Linked DNA regions of Mus musculus: regions 1 and 2 are each linked to region 3. The links are chromatin contacts, called in public promoter capture Hi-C maps. All regions are on one chromosome and are shown on one strand. Each heading gives the region's core, a stretch centred on a gene start, on an enhancer-like site or on the middle of the called end of the contact. The rest is flanking DNA. Distances are from core to core; before and after follow the strand shown.

What was found. Promoter capture Hi-C pulls out the DNA fragments that hold promoters and counts their contacts. Capture Hi-C pulls out chosen DNA fragments and counts their contacts.
Region 1: a contact with region 3 is called in a promoter capture Hi-C map of the C10 cell line, with 2.8 times the contacts expected there. The contact joins the enhancer-like site here to the promoter of Cckar in region 3. A contact is called at or near these places in 3 of 39 promoter capture datasets (the 3T3-L1 cell line, the C10 cell line and pre-B cells), 1 of 484 Hi-C or Micro-C datasets (embryonic stem cells) and 2 of 9 other capture datasets (adipose tissue and liver).
Region 2: a promoter capture Hi-C map of adipose tissue shows a contact between it and region 3, with 2.8 times the contacts expected there. The contact joins the promoter of Slc34a2 here to the promoter of Cckar in region 3. A contact is called at or near these places in 4 of 39 promoter capture datasets (the 3T3-L1 cell line, the C10 cell line, neutrophils and 1 more), 1 of 115 datasets of contacts at active chromatin or transcription factors (embryonic stem cells) and 3 of 9 other capture datasets (adipose tissue, liver and macrophages).

Annotation. Positions count from the first base shown.
Region 1 is chr5:53,121,486-53,124,810 of GRCm38.p6, reverse strand. Sel1l3 (sel-1 suppressor of lin-12-like 3 (C. elegans)) reads left to right here. Exons shown (of 24, transcript NM_172710.3): 18 at 1,335-1,425; 19 at 1,560-1,644; 20 at 2,952-3,061. Among named protein-coding and RNA genes, the nearest start is that of Gm17182, 74 kb to the right of the region's middle. Within about 2 kb of position 2,035, at least 10 of the 459 cell types and tissues checked have an H3K27ac peak or open chromatin away from gene starts, as enhancers often do.
Region 2 is chr5:53,047,864-53,051,395 of GRCm38.p6, reverse strand. It overlaps Slc34a2 (solute carrier family 34 (sodium phosphate), member 2), which reads right to left and starts at 2,043. Exons shown (of 13, transcript NM_011402.3): 1 at 2,000-2,043. Gm17182 (predicted gene 17182) reads left to right here and starts at 2,041. Exons shown (of 2, transcript NR_166509.1): 1 at 2,041-2,515; 2 at 3,158-3,532.
Region 3 is chr5:53,706,281-53,709,816 of GRCm38.p6, reverse strand. Cckar (cholecystokinin A receptor) reads left to right here and starts at 2,113. Exons shown (of 5, transcript NM_009827.2): 1 at 2,113-2,571; 2 at 3,312-3,536. The coding sequence starts at 2,460.

The DNA.
Region 1 (3,325 bases), core at 786-3,285, 580 kb after region 3:
CAACCACTTATGATTCATTTTTACTTATAAACTGGGTCATATACATAAATTAAGGAAACAGGTAATTAAAAAGAAAAAATAAAAATTACATGCACTCTCACCAAATGAGATAGGTAAGAAGAAAGATAAGTTAGCATTGGTCAGAAGGGTTTTGTCTTCTATGTGTGCATTTGCATGTGTGCATACACATGCTTATTTGTTATCGTTATTTTTTTTTTGTTTTTTTGCAACCCAGTCCTTTGTGTATGGTAATCAAGCACTCTACCAATTGAGCTTCAAGCTCAGACCCCATTTCTGTTTGTTTTGTAAGGCAAGGTCTTATATAGCCCAGACTAGTTTTCAATACACTAGTTATCCAGGAATGACCTTGAACTCTGAATCCCCCCACACCCCAGCCTTGCATGTGCTGGGATTATGGGCATATACCAGTCCCTGTCTTGTGACATTATTCTGAATGGTGACATCTGGAAACAGCTACACATGGGGTACCTGTACCACTCACTAGTTGTCAGATGTCGCTTTCCTGTTTTCTTTCTCGTGGTTCACATGAGCAGCCCTCCCATGGACTCCTTGACTGTGGACTTCTTGTACATAGCTCTGCTTTTTTCCCTCTAGAATAAACCCCACAGGCGAGATGTATAGGACTGTGTGGTACACATATTACTGATGCTCTTTAGGTTGCCATGACTACCTCATCCTCCAGAGCCATTGAGTTCATGGCCTCCCTCTCTCACTCGATTTAGGACCACTGATGTAGGGTGTAGGATCTACCGCCCCAGGCCTTGTCACAACTCCATGCAGAAATCCTAGACAGTGATTCGCTGTGTTCAGTGCTTATTTTCTTGTGTACTTTGACTACTATCCAGCACTTGTAAACCACCCTGCTTTTGTCAAACTTGTAATGCACAACAAAAGCCCAGCTTAATTAAGCTTGTTCAGAACCCTAAGCCCTAGAAAGCCTTTCATGAAATAGAGGGCTGTAAAGCTCTGGGATTTTTCTAAATACCACTCATCCTAACCGACGAAGGAAGGCTTCAGGAACCTAGGACCTGTAGAGTCCCCAGCCGGCATGGCCTCATGCCTTTCAACCAGTAGAGGTAGCTGTTGTATCAAGCAGCTCCCGGCCTTATCTGTCCCTTCAGCTTTTAAGAGAAAATAAATCCGTGCAGGCAGTATTTTTAACAACAGTATTTATTTAAAGGGGGGGGGGAACCTCATGATTTTGTGGTTTTAAAAAACTGCTTATTTTGTGCCCTCTTATGTTTGAATATAAAGCTCTTTGAGTATTAATAAGAGCCACTATATGAAATTTATTATTAAGCATCTATTTTTAGGCACGAAGCTTTGCTGTATTATGTTTTAGCAGCAGAAACTGGAATTGAAGTGTCACAGACAAATTTAGCACACATCTGCGAGGAGAGGCCAGTAAGTAATGTATTCTATTCTTCTCTCAGTAGAAGCTACGAGGTTAGAGATAATGAATTGAGTTTTACAGGGGCAAAATTAGTCACTGGGCCGAAATATTAGTGAATTAACTTTCTCTCCCCTTTCCCTCCTAGGACCTGGCTGGGAGATACTTGGGCGTTAATTGTGTTTGGCGATACTATAATTTCTCTGTTTTTCAAATCGATGCTCCTTCATTTGGTATGTATAGAAAAACAGGTGCTAAACTGGAGTGTTGGGGGGGGGGTCTTAGTAACAGGGACCATCTAACAGTTTGATATGGAGTGTGATATTTCTAAACAATTAGGGAAGAAAGTGAAAAATGTCTGCTATTAAGGTCATGGCTAAACTGCTGTCAAACTCCTGCTGTGCACTTCCTGCAAACCAACAACTTCTTCCAAACCAAGACATCTGCTGTTACGATGCAATTCCCTGAGCTGGTCCTTCATCTTTGTACCCACAGAGGGGCTCCTGGACCCTGGGTAGAGGGCAGCTTCCAGGAACTACTGTGCCCAGACTCCATTGCCCAAGGCATTCTAGTGAATGTCTACCAATTAGAGGCACTATTGGAAGATTGCATCATGGGGGGAGGGGAGAATCCCAGGCTCACCTCCTTCTTTCTCTTTGTCCTTAGCTTTTGGCAGTAGCCCTTAAGTGTTTTAGCTTCTACCATGCAACTCTGTCATCTCTGGTCTCAGCTCACAGAGGACTAAGAAGCCCTGGCAGTATCACAGCCATCTTCTGATCCCATCCTCTTGCACCCCAAGGATGGCATTTGCTTCCTAAATGCTGATCCCAGAATCATCTCCTATTTCCTATTCTCTCTATGCTCTTCCAACATCAGCACCCATACCAACTATTGAGCAATACAGTTCTTCACAGACATGCTCACAGGCCAATATGGCCTAGGCAATTTCTTAGCTGAGATTTTCCCTTTCGGATAACTTTAGGTTGTATCAATTTTACAATTAGAGGTTGACAGTTAAAGCTAAAACAGTGTTTTACAAGCCTGTATAGATACATTATAATAGGAAATGCCAGTGATTTAACATGTTGGTCTAAAACAGGGGTGTCCACATGTGGCCCAAGATAGTATAAAGTACAGTCAAAGTCAGAATCAATTTTTTTTAATTATATGACCTTTTTGGGCTGGTAGGTTTGTTTATTTGAGACAGTGTCTCATTATGTAATTTTGGCCATTTTGGAATTCACTATGTAGACCAGGCTGGCCTCAGACTCGCATAGATCTTCTTGCTTCTGCCTCCCAAGTGCTGGAATCAAAGGTGTGTACCATCACACCAGTCTATCATTATGGTTTTTGTTTTTTTTTTTTTGCAATTTTTTTGTAACTTGACTGCATGGTTCTAGATTCTGAAATCTTAGATGATAATGTCATATCACAATGTCACCCCAAATAAGCATACATGCTCTCCCAGCCTATGAAAAACAGATTAGACACCCCTGGAATAAAACCATTTGACAAATAGATACATGGTTGTGTTCTGCAGCGTATCTGAAAATGGGAGACCTTTACTACTATGGCCATCAAAACCAGTCCCAAGATCTGGAGCTGTCTGTGCAGATGTACGCCCAAGCAGCCCTGGATGGAGACTCCCAGGTAAGCATCAGTGACTCTTACACGCGTTCACGCGACCCACAAGTGACTGTCTCTCAAGGCCCAGGACCTAGCAGCTTGTTCTGTGGCTTCTGGAGCATGACTGGATGTCATCCATCCTCCTTGCCACACACCCCTCCCACAGTTCTATGAGGCGAATTTTGACAGCGCATTGGCTGTGTTCCCCTATGCCAGTCTCACACCAATCCCTCAGGGCTGGAATTTTCACACTATTTTTCACCCAGACATATGTCAAAGTAATAAATT
Region 2 (3,532 bases), core at 794-3,293, 660 kb after region 3:
ACTAACTGTAGGACTACCCGAGAGAGGAAACCTGAGATACAGAAAAATGTTCAAAGTCAGAATGAAAGCAGCTCTGGACACAGAAGAACTCCACACAGCTAATGTTAAGGCCTGAGGAGTTCTTCTGCTTTTGGCAGAATAACCCAGAGCCACTGAAGGTGGAGGGCTGCTGCTGCCCCTTGGCTTCCTGTAAGCCTCAGAATAATCCCCTGAAGAGGAGGGAGGGGTGTGAGCAGAGGGGTGTGGCACTAGTGGTGCATGCCTGAAAGCCCAAGGCTGCAGAAGCTGAGGCAGGATTATCACAGGTCTCAAGGATGGTCTGGGCTACAACACGTACTTGCTAAAAAACAAGGGGGAGAGGGCAGACTGCTTCTAGGTCTTGCAATTAGAGAATGGCTTTTAGTTTTAGATTTTAGGTGAAAGATACTATTTAAGATATTTAGCCTAACACTACAAACTTGTGCTCACACAGGCTGCTACAATACCTTTTTAAATTTGTAAAGTAAATTTCAGTCAGGTGTGGTAGGTCAAGTCTATAATCCCAGCACACACTTGGGGAGGCGGAGACCTAACTAATTCAAGACTAATTGGAGGTCTGGAGAGATGGATCAGCAGTTAAGAGCACTGACTACCCTTCTTGAAGGTCACGAGTTCAAATCCCAGCAACCACATGGTGGTTCATAACCATCTGTAATGAAATTGGACACCCTCTTCTGGTGTGTCTGAAAACAGCTACGGTGTACTTACATATAATAAATAAATATCTTTTTAAAAAAGGACTAATAGGACCTACACAACACTCCATCTCAAAAACCCAAAGGCTAGCTATGTAGCTCAGAACAGCCACTACGAAGCATAAGATTCTGAGTTCAATCCTTAGGCTGTCAGTTAGTTGACCTGTAACTATTCTGCCCTGTTTGGGGGAGTTAAAAGCTAAATTTGTAAACCTATGTATGCGACAATCTTTATTGAAATCTAGTATACTCCAAATCAGATCCCTCAAATACTGTTTTGGGGTGTTTTGTTTTGTTGTTTTCTTTTTCATAAACTCAGGCTATTCTGTGCCTGAGTCGTGGTACCCTGGAGGGGTAGGGGAGGGGTAAGGGAGGGAGGTAACTTGTGTAGCATCCAAAACTATTACAAAGCCTGCCCTTCTTGCCCCGGCTTACAAAAGCTTGTAAAACAGAAAAGGTCATTATCAGCTGGCATAGGATAAGACGGTCTCCTAGTCCCAAACAATGCTTACTGTGGGGAGGCTCAGGTTTTCCAGAAATGCCTAACTGAGAACAAGTTTCAGTCTACAAGACAGGAAAGCAGACAGATGACAGAGCCACCCTGCTAGCACAAAACTCTCCTGAAAGGACCTCCCCCCGCCCCCAAAGTACAGGACCGATGATCCACGGGTTTTAAGAAAATGCCCACAGTACCTATGGCAGGCACCTGTCCCTCTGGAACTTTAACTCCAAAACGGGCACTCCTCCTCTGGCTTGAGCATACTGTCTCCTCCGACCCTGTGCATATCCCTCTGCCTTAAGAACCAGAAATCAAATCCTGCTCAAGACATCTGAAGGGCAAAAGCTTTTGGCCAAGTCCCCCCAGAAGGGTCTGCATCCTCCAGCAGCCAGAGCAAACCTAGAACTTGCAGGAAAAGACCCAGGTGTCATGAAGAGGGCCACTGCACGTCAGGGAGTCACACGGGTAGTAACCCAGACCAAGCATGAGGCCAGCCCGGCAGATCCTCCCACCCCAAGCCACAGACACAGCTAGCAGGTGAGGCATGTCCACCTACACTAGTTCTAAGAGTTGTCCTGACAGCAATCACAACCATCTTTTAAAAAAAATCTGAAAGTTTAAGATGATGTGCTCTCATATCCTCCTCTGCAGCCCAGAGCCAGTCAAGTCCCTTAGGGGTGTCTACAAGAATGAAGTCACTTAAAAATTCAGTGTAGGTCCTTGAGATCAGAAGCAGCCGGCGGTAGCGGCCGACCGGTGTACTCACCAGCGCTCCCTTCGCAGGTAAGGGACAGCAGGAGGCACCCAGGTGGAGCGCAGCTGAGCGCCCGGTATATATACAGCGAAGGTGTTGCGCAAAGAGGCCGGCGGCAGTCGCTGTCATCACGCCCCTCGCACATTCCAGGACCGCCTGCTGCCGCCGCCACGGCACTGCCTACCTGCCGGCTTAGTGAGCCCATCGCGGGGAGAAACCTCAGACCAGGCCCGCAGTAGGAACGGCCGAACCGCCTGCGCCCCGGTGGCGCCCCGCGCGCCCCGAATCCCTGCCTGCCTCCCTCACACGCGGGAGTTGCTGCGAATGCTGACCACCAGCTGTGGGCCTCTGCCCTCTGCCTCGTTCTCCCAGAGTCTCTGTGCCGTTCCGTCTCCAGGGCTGGAGAGGTTAGACACTGAGCAACAGATTGTAAATTCAGGGACAAGATTCTTCTTCTTCGCAACAAAGCCAGGATTGTTCCAGGTGCCTCTGCCTGGAGACCTGTCTGGCTTGGGCAGTTAGAACAAGGTCAGCATGGAACTTAAGACTGACTGCTAGGGAGTGGCGGGCCTGGAGAAGGGGTGCTTTCTCTACAGTGTGGGTGCCCTGGGTCAGTCGCCCCCCATCCCCATCTCTACCCACTGTAAGGTGGCCTGGAGATCAGCCCCAGGAGGCCCCCCCCTTCCCCCCAGGCTAGTACTGAACAAGATGGAAACAGTGGATTTAGCCTCAGATCAGAGCTTCAAAGCCTTGCCTCAGAGGCCCAGGAGCCAAGATTAAGTAAGGCACGGGGTAAGGGCACAGGCTCACACAGGAACTGCTAAAACAGAGCTAGTTTTGCCTCAAACTCCAAGTACCCATAACTAATGTTTGGAGGTGCGCTGCCCTGGGCTAAGCTCTCAGGATCTTAGCTGCCTGTCTTCAGTTCCCTGCTCGCCCCCCTTGCCGTCCCCTCCTCATTTTTCTCAGTGTAAAATGTGTGTCCTTGGTTCACAGCACTCAATATTTTAACACTGTCCTTCCAGAGTTGGAGGACTAGGAAGGTTCTGAGACTTATCACAGGTGCCAATACTGTCTACAGCAGCACAAAGCACAAACGACTCAGTTGGAGACAGGGAAGAAAGCTAGCCTGCCTGGTGGCCCTGTGGAGGAATAATGTTTGCTCTACAGGACAAACTAAGGAGTTCTCAGCAAGCACCTCTCAGAGCACAGGCTGGAGTAAACGGAGTCCACCCCCACGTGACCACCACGGAGTTCAGCACAGCCTGTAGCCAGCGGAGGGCAGGGCAGGGCAGGCTGCACTCTCCACCTACGCTGTTCCCAGGAACCCTGAGGCCTTCACTCACTGGTCATCTATCCTGTGACCCTGCCTCACAGTGGCTAAAGGCTTCCCTGAGGAGGTAACTGCCTTGCCCCTTGCTTTAAAATCATTTCCCAAAATGGAGCCCATGTGGGAAGATCAGCTCTGCCAAAAACCTTGGGAAGGCTCCTTTAAGTTCCAGTAGACAAGGGAACGTCAACCAAAGCTCTCAGGGTGTTATCTTC
Region 3 (3,536 bases), core at 864-3,363:
ATGAGTCCATGGGGTTGGTGTTCATAATTCTAAAAAGAATAACCATTTTGTTAGTCAGGGATCTCTAGAGGAAAAGAACAGAGAGAATGAATATATATATATATATATATATATATATATATATATATATATATATCTCCATCTTTAATTTCATACATACATACGTGCACACACACACAATTAAAATCATCGTTTGCTGAAATAGTGACAACTATCTCACGCCAGAGAAGCTAAGAGCCTAGTGGTTGCTCTGATCTCAGGAGCCCCTCAGCTGTCAGAGGAGTCCCACAGTGACTGCTCACAGCAGAGAGTCAGAGGCCACAGTCATTGTTCAGCACCGAAGGCTAAGGGTCTTAGAACTCTCAGTCTAGCACTAAAGACTGAAGCTTTCCTGGGTCTGCCTTGGAAGCCTGGAGACTCTGGCTTTCTATCAGTGAAGCAATAACAGCTGCAGCAGCAACAGAATGAATTGACTCTGTGAAGAGTGAGCAAAAGGCCAGTTATCTCGCTTCCCCCGAACCTTTATCAGGGCTGCTACCAGAAGATGCAGCCAACACTGGAAGTGGATCTTCGCATATCCAGAAAAGCCATCAGGTCAATTCCTCAGTTGAGGCTCCCTACACAGGTGATTCTAAGTGTGACAAGTTGATGTTGAAAACCATCATACCCCGGTAACGTTATCAGTGAAAGCCTTGCATCCTGCCTTCTGCTATTTACTGCACCTTCGTGGACCAGCCTATCTCTGTCACAAAGTCTATGAAGCCGTTTTGATCGCCACCTGATGAAGAAAGAGCACTGGTAAAGTCACAAACTGTGCATGGCACTTTCCAACACGTACCCAGTGAAGCCAGAATTTGATCCCTGATCCGTGTGATACCAAGGTTTGTCTTGCTAATACCTACGCACCTTTCCTCTGGTTTCTGCCCCTCCCGTCTGATTTCTATGACTCCTTGCCCCAAACAGGAAAAGACATTTTACCACAGTCCTCACAGCCCCTCATCCTAAGCATCTGTATGAAGAGTGCCAGTTCGTTCTTGGGCCAGGAAAAGTCAACACTTGGTTCTGTCAGTGGGACAGGTGGGCACAAGGGGTGCCAGGGTTACCTAGCAAATTGGTCAGGCCATAGGACAGTGGGACAAACCAGTCAAAAACACAGATGCTAATGTGTTGCCTGTTTCTCAGATATTCAAACTGAGACCAGTTGTACAGTGAACAGCGAGGGACTTTTAAATAGTGTGTAACTTTCTAAAAAAAAAAAAAAATCCAGGCCCCTAAACAGGTCTCTCACACTAACCTCCCCCACCCCTGTCCCCTGACATTCCCTAATTTATTCCTACTTCTGTTGTTCAAATAGGCCAAGCTCATTACTGCCTACGGCCCTTCGTACCAGCTGGGACCTCTGCAAAGCATGTTGTGTCTCCTGCTTGGATGCTTTCTTACAGGCATTTCAGGTCTTGCCACCAGTACCCCAGACCCCTACCAGGGAGATCCTTTCCTCCTATCTTTCCACGCTGAACAGCCTCTGGGGTGGTCTTATTATTTCCTGGAATGCTTGAAAAGTGCTCAACAAATGGTTGACTCTCAGCGAACAGTTCTGGGCTGAGTGGACAAAGCAAAGACAAGCAAACAAAATAAACAAGTGAACACAAATATTGCTGATTTCTATAGTACTAAGGACCTAGGAATCTGTATTCGGAAGAGTCCCCATTCTGATTAACAAGGGCAGAGACCACAAGCCATAGCACTGCGCTTAGTAACACCTTAACAACCACCGGCAGCTCTCCATATACAGCTGGGCAAGGCTCCAAAGCTAAAAGGCACTAATTGCTTTTATATAAGGAGATAGGAATGCAGTCCTTCTGTGTCCCTTAGTCCTGATGGTCTGCATTATCGGATCTGTTACCATGTTAATTGATGCTGTCTCACACAGTTCAGGCTTCACCCTGAATATGTCTGGGACAATGACAGGCAGAGAAGAGAGGTAATAATTGGAGTTCTCTCTCTCTCTCTCTCTCTCTCTCTCTCTCTCTCTCTCTCTCTCTCTCTCTCTCTCCACACACACACACACACACACACAGACACACACACACTGTGCACATTCTGTGTGTATGTGTGTAGATGTGTCCCCATTCTGGGAAGGGTTAATATGCAGCCAGGCTGCCACTGCTCAGGGCCTCAGACTGGCCCAGGAGTGGGAGGGGTGGGCCTGGAAGGTGGAGTGGAGCAGGCTTGACTTGCACCGCTGCCTTCTCCCCACAGGAGTGCAAATGCTTGCCCAGATGGTCTGAGAATGCTGAACTCAAGTTGCCTTTAGGAATGGCTGCAGAGCCCACACCTGGATCTCTCCCCTCCCTGCTCCTCCACGGCAGGTTGCATTTGGGAGACTCTATGATCATTAGAGGAAAGAGACAGGAGTGAGCCATTCACCAGCTCGCCAGCACTTGGTAGGAAGCGGCAGGATGGATGTGGTCGACAGCCTTCTTATGAATGGGAGCAACATCACTCCCCCCTGTGAACTCGGGCTGGAAAATGAGACGCTTTTCTGCCTGGATCAACCTCAGCCTTCAAAAGGTAGGTGCCAGAGGCTATGGTTAGAATTCAGAAAACTACCAAGGTAAGGGAGATATAGCAACAGCAAGGCTAATTGAAATATACATATATCATGCAGGGTGTGTGTGTGTGTTTGTGTTTGTGTGTGTGTGTGTGTGTGTGTGTGTGTGTGTACACGCGCGCAAAGTCCCCGTGAGACAAAGATAAATAAAGTTTTATGTTCAGAAGTTTGGATAAAAGAGTAAAAGAAATCTACAGTCAAATATTTTTATTGTTCGCGTGGGAGAGTTGGGGGCTCGTGCAGGATTTGGGGGGAGGTGATAAAAGCACTGAAGAGTCGCAGGAAGAAAGGGGTGCTAAGTGTGGACGTCTGAACTTAGAAGCAGTACAAAAAAGGCACTGTCACAGGGCAGAGGTTGCTTTTTCTTAGGGGAAACCCAACATGGAGGAGTAATTAAAGCAAATAAATGTTTAGCCTCAGGGAAAGAAAGCCAGGAGCCTTCAGAAGCACTGTCCTCTGGAAAAACTGCTTTCCTGACGGATCCCATTAACATCCCAACCTTTAAAAAGCAATCGGATTGCCCCGTGCTTTCCTGGGCTTGTTTCTGTATGATAGAACTAGTTCAGGAATACTTGGGCTCAGTGATGCATACCCTTGGGGACTTCATCAGGAACTAACCTCTCCCCTGGGGGCCTAAGGTTTTTATCATTCTGCCCTCTAAACCCCCCCCCTCCCTCCAACTCTTCCCTTTTCAATACAGAATGGCAGTCTGCAGTGCAGATTCTCCTGTACTCCTTCATATTCCTTCTCAGTGTGCTGGGGAACACGCTGGTTATCACGGTGCTGATTCGAAACAAGAGGATGCGGACTGTCACCAACATCTTCCTGCTGTCCCTGGCTGTCAGTGACCTCATGCTTTGCCTCTTCTGCATGCCGTTCAACCTCATCCCCAACCTGCTCAAGGATTTCATCTTCGGAAGTGCCG